Linked DNA regions of Mus musculus: region 2 is linked to region 1. Evidence: chromatin contacts called from public promoter capture Hi-C data. All regions are on one chromosome and are shown on one strand. Each heading gives the region's core, a stretch centred on a gene start, on an enhancer-like site or on the middle of the called end of the contact. The rest is flanking DNA. Distances are from core to core; before and after follow the strand shown.

Evidence for each region. Promoter capture Hi-C pulls out the DNA fragments that hold promoters and counts their contacts.
Region 2: a promoter capture Hi-C map of hippocampal neurons shows a contact between it and region 1, with 2.0 times the contacts expected there. The contact joins two enhancer-like sites. A contact is called at or near these places in 4 of 39 promoter capture datasets (the HPC-7 cell line, hippocampal neurons, liver and 1 more), 4 of 484 Hi-C or Micro-C datasets (cerebral cortex, cortical neurons and pancreatic cancer cells) and 1 of 115 datasets of contacts at active chromatin or transcription factors (embryonic basal ganglia).

The regions. Positions count from the first base shown.
Region 1 is chr1:176,928,479-176,931,178 of GRCm38.p6, reverse strand. The region is part of intron 13 of Sdccag8 (serologically defined colon cancer antigen 8); the gene reads right to left. All of the region lies in intron 3 of Gm15423 (a long non-coding RNA gene), which reads left to right. Among named protein-coding and RNA genes, the nearest start is that of Gm15423, 11 kb to the left of the region's middle. Within about 2 kb of position 1,253, at least 17 of the 459 cell types and tissues checked have an H3K27ac peak or open chromatin away from gene starts, as enhancers often do. A contact at or near this core is called in cortical neurons and hippocampal neurons, where this site is marked.
Region 2 is chr1:177,149,364-177,152,063 of GRCm38.p6, reverse strand. All of the region lies in intron 1 of Akt3 (thymoma viral proto-oncogene 3), which reads left to right. Among named protein-coding and RNA genes, the nearest start is that of Akt3, 98 kb to the left of the region's middle. Within about 2 kb of position 1,348, at least 80 of the 459 cell types and tissues checked have an H3K27ac peak or open chromatin away from gene starts, as enhancers often do. A contact at or near this core is called in cortical neurons and hippocampal neurons, where this site is marked.

The sequences.
Region 1 (2,700 bases), core at 4-2,503:
GAACTACACAGGCTGGAGACACTATCATTTTCCCCGCTTTATTGATCTCTGACTGCCAATGTTATTTTGACAACAGAGGATATTCATTTTTCACCCTTTTTTCTCAGTTACCTTTAGGCAAAACCTGCTTTGAGACATGAAAATATTGCAGTACTGTAGGACAAAGACCTGGGAGGTTTTCATAGACTTGATGAGAGAGAAGACGGGTTTGCAAGATTCTGTTTAAGAGTTAGAAGAGACTAAATGACAACTTTAAATCTGCCACAATCATTTACTAATGTGCCGCTATATCAAATAAGTCTGATTTTTTGACAGCACCAAATTAGATTTATTGCAGAAACTGCTGCATAAATAGCATATGGCTATGTTATACCACCTATTTCAAATCCTGGTAATGTTTCCCCCTCCCCCCTCCAAAATGAATAATTTGAGCCAAGCTATAAACCTTCTGGAAAAATAAAAAGGAGAAAGGAAGATACAAGTTTGAAAACAGACGTAGGAGACCTGAATCTTGTTGTCAAAGGCATAGCATTTGAATAAATGTGCTGACCTATCTGGAATTATGGCTCTTCAATGCACAATTAAATTTAACAGGTTGGCTTCTCATTTTTGCACAGTAATTTGATTTTTGTTTTAAGGTTTGGGCTCTAAATTATGCTTAGATTTTGTTGTTTAGTCCACAATTACATGGAGCAAAAAGGACGAGCAAGTGGCTGTAAGTCAACCATAGCTTGAATTAGGTTATTAAGAATTATTAAGGAGAAACATACATATCACCTGGTTGCTTTTAGTTTTCATTTGTGAGAAATCATACCAGGAAGTCTTTTCTAATTTTATGTATAGTCCTGATGCTGCAAACTGTGGATAAAATATAGAGCGATCACTTGGCGTGCTACAGTGGAGAAGAGAACGGCAGAGCCACACATGCTGCAAAAATCAAAGTTCCACAGAAGCTGACATTGAAAACTCATGCAACGAATTCAGAGATGGGCAGTACCTCCATTCCCAGTCTCTCTCCAACACCCAACCCCACCCCCAAGTTTGAGACACTCCAACTCAATTCTCCCTTTTGAACAAAAGTTTCAGTGCGTCCATCGATGGGAAAGGCATTGCAAGGTCTTCCCGCAGACCAATGGGCACACCGCTGCACACACCGTGGCACTGAGCTACCCCGCAGGCTCCCTCTCTGTGGTCAGTCTTCCCAGCTGCCCTATCTGTTACTGTCTGATTAGTTCTGCTAAGGAGCCCCTCCCCTGCCAGCTTTCAGTGCCATCTGTTCCACACAAGATGGCTGCTGCCCAGCAACCTAACACTGCCCTCCTACCTGGCACCCGGCTACCATCCTTACCCCAAAGTGCTAACACAGGTTCTCGCTGCTGGCAGAGTCAGGGTTTCATTACTACTACTTTGACAAGTGCAGGGTTGTTTGTAATTTCTCTTTTATCCTGATTTTGATTGTACAACCACCTCCCACTGATTCAGTTTGCTTCAGTTTTGTTGCTCACAGATTTCACTCTCCACATTAATCTCCCTCTGGCATGTTACTGCATCTGTTCCCTTTTTTATTATTAATTTTCAAATTCCCACCATTTTTGACAAAAAGGAGGTAATCTACACTCTGTTTCTGCCCATTTCATTTTCTTTAATTTGGAAGATAAGTATGAAAGCATGCCAAAGAAGTTAATTCTCCGTTAACAGTTTGTTTTCTGGCATCCCTAAGCCTTTGTATATGAAAGACAGATAGGATAAATGTTGACAAAATCACAGCAACAGAGTCGGACCATTCCTGACTCTAATGGAAAGCAAGCACATAAAGCAACATCTAAGATGTTTTTAGTGCTAGGAGTCGTCTCCAGCACCGTGACTCCCTCTACTTTTACAGATAATTTTTTTGTGAAAGTCAGCCTGGGTGCAGGATCAAAATTTGGGTTCCTCTATAGTTCTGACATGGGCTTTCTTTTTGTTGTAGATGGATTTCATTGTTCCTTAATAGGATTATCATCCTTTCTCGGCTGAAACATTGCTGACCAATTCAACCACTAAGGATTCTGAATAGATGTCTTCTTTCAGGGAGAGAAAGAACCCAAGTGCCAGCAGTGCTCACAGGAGAACTTAAGGAGCCCTGGGCTGCAACGCTGCTGCCATTAGCAAAGGACAATATCAGGAAGGAAAGGATGGCTTTCCCTCTAAAGACAAAGACTAAAGTTAGAAAAGAGGGAGTACTCTCTGTAGCCTTAATTTGTCAACGCTATAACCTTGCCAACAAGGGCTACCTAGAGTAATGGATCATGCCCTCAACTAGCCTCAAGTTTTCTAGACTGAACATTGTGACGGCTGATTACCATCATCATCATCTTTTTATATGAATTCGTTTTAAAGCATTGAAGTCTCTGAACAAGCAGAAGCATAGAAGCACAGCCCCTCTCTCTAATTTACAGAACTTTGTGTTAACATGATTTTACATATCCATGCATCCTCATCAAGACTCAGATATGATTTCTAGAAAATGAAGGGCAGTTGACAGAACAAGGATGTGTCTAAATCAAGGAGAGCCAGCCTGCTGAAGCAAACTGAGTCAGCTTCCAGAAGGCAGGCAAGGGCAACCTGCTTACCCACTAGGGACATGGTACTTTGTTTTTAGATGTCATGTCCAAGTAGAAGTGCAGTCATATAAAATTCCCCTTCTACCTCTGGGTCCAT
Region 2 (2,700 bases), core at 99-2,598, 220 kb before region 1:
AAAATTTTACTTTAAATGTCCCCCACATTGATCAGAAGGATACTTGCAGCAAATTGTAGTCGCTTAGACGGCTGCTTTTACTTCCCTAGAAACTTTGAGGATTCCCATGAGTTCTAGTTGAATAGTATGTGTTTAGAACATAGATGATAGTAGTTAGGTAAACACACTATCTGAAGAGGAACATTGATCCCATTAAAGTAAATTTACCAGTGTTTAAACCAGTAAACTAATGGAACATAATTTTCTAGGTTTTTATTTTTTTTGTCAAAAGAAAAGTTGGATGTTAGAGCTTGATAACAGTTTATTAATGCTGTTAAAGTCTTTTTTTTTTAAGCAGTGAGATGTTAAAGAATTTTGAAGTGGACAAAAATATTAGAGTGTATCTATATCTAAGCATAAATATGCTTATTTATATTTTTATAGTTTATACATATCAAGCATAAATTATATATGTATTTGTGTGTGTGTGTGTGAGTGAGTGAGTGAGTGAGTGAGTGAGTGAGAAAACTATTCTATACTGTATTTTGTCAGTCTAGAACAGTGCTTGGCACAGTACTATGTAATAGCAGAATTTCTAACAAAACAAAACAGTTCTAGGGCACATAGAAGGAAGTGTTTCTTCTAGGTTTACTAATATGTATGAGTGAGAGTTCTATGTGCATTAATGAAATTAAACAGATGAGATTAGTAAAAGGTCATTCTCATGGAGGCCTTATCTCTGAGGTTGCTGTAGAAATCTTATCCACTATCATACTTTATTTTGTTGGAATTTTCTGAATTACTAACAACTTAAAAACACTTCAATGAACTTGTATTTGTTAAGTTTTTTTTTTTTAAGAGTTAAGAAAGACACTTTACAAAGTGGACTCATTGTTTAATTTTGTTTTGCATTTTACTAGATTGCTGTGCTAGGCCAATAAATTAAACCTAGGCAGTTCTGTTGCTAATTACACAAAACTTCTCTTGGTATCAGATATTCAAATCCATTTTATGAATATGGTAGAGAGAATAACAACTGTAAAACAAAGCAGTATGCATGTAAGTGACTGTTAGCGTGCATTTCAGAAAGGATAAATGCTCACCATATGGTACAATTACTGTGTCCAAGTTTTCAAATTAGCTTCTCTCATCCTCCTTATTACTGTCTTTAAAAAGAGAGGAAAAAAACCCAACATGATTTATCTACTCTGCAACAGAACTCTTGACGCAAAACAGCAGCCCAGTTCTGTCCAGTTTTTTTTTTTCCTTAGCATAATAGAGGCTGTCGGACTTTTTTTTTATACTAATTACTGTGTGAGCCTCAGATGAACCCCTTCAATTCACAGGGCTTTGTTAAGGGAGGAGCTGTCAATGTGTCTGCCCGTTTGCAGCTGTGCTGTGGCTTTAGCTTGCTTAACATTATGCTGCTTTTTAGACTTGACAGAAGGGATTTTTTTTTTTTATTAAGGCAAAGCAGCCTTGTAACGAAATGGTTTAAGCAGCTGCATTGTAGGGAAGCACAAAGAAGTTATTATTGTGTCTGTTTTGGGGGGGGGGCGGTAAAGGGGGAGATATTCGGCTGCTGTTGATGCCGATTGTTGACTTGCCATCTGCCAGATAGGGAGAAGAAAAAAATGACAGCTCCAGCAGGGTGTTCAAGAGGTTGTTTGGAGAGACGCATAAACATGTGCAGATGTCGAACTGAATAATAGCTAGAGCTGGAGACGGTTTATGATGCTGCTGATGTTTGTGCATATACAGAATGAATGTATGTGTGCATTTGGTTAACCAAGGGTACATACTAATTATCATTGTTTTCCTGCATGTCCCCCTCCTCTGATTTTGTTAATTAGTTTAGGAGTGTAATACTTCCTCTTCCTTCTCTTGTTCACGTCTAAGCTTTAAAAAAAAACTTTCTTAAATGGCAATATAAACTTTCTTACTTTTCTACAAAGACAGTAGAAAACCCAGTTCATTAATGTTTGATGTGAATTTCTAACTGGTAACAAAAACTTTTGATTAGTAATCTTTTAGTTCAGTTACCATCTTCTTAATGATTCCACTGACAATTTAACTGGGCAGCACTTAAAACTATCATTTGAAAGTGGGTTGATTTATTCTATAGTTTACTACTAGAGTAACTTAATTAACTTAATATCACATTTATTTTCTTGAGTAATTCTATAAAACTTTAAACCCAGATGTTCCCTGTGCTGCAAGAAAGAGAGAGAGAGAGAGAGAGAGAGAGAGAGAGAGAGAGAGGCAGAGAGACAGAGAGAGAGGAGGTGTGAGTTACATTGGCCTTATTTTTAAAAATAATATTCTTTCTCTTTGTTTTTGTGTCTTTTAATGGCTGGAATCCTCATCAAGCATTAATGAGTTGATTTTTTTTCCCCCCTTGGCCTTTTGTGGCATTAGGTCTTAGATTTTTGAATATCTAGAATCCTCTTAGGTACATATGTAGAAGTAAGTGTATTTATTCAAATGTTTTCCTTTCATCTCAGATAATTGAATGATACAGTGATGTTATATAGAGGTTTTCCAAGTTTTTTTTTTTTTTTTAAGAATACTTCAGTTTTTGGTAAAAGTTGAATAGCAGTATGAATGAAATGACTAAAAGAGAGAGCCTCAGTTTTTAAATTTCCCCTTTAAAACTCTGTAGGAATTTTTAATTAAAAAAGAAACTGCTAGAAGAATTAATAAGAAAGATTGCTTATTTTG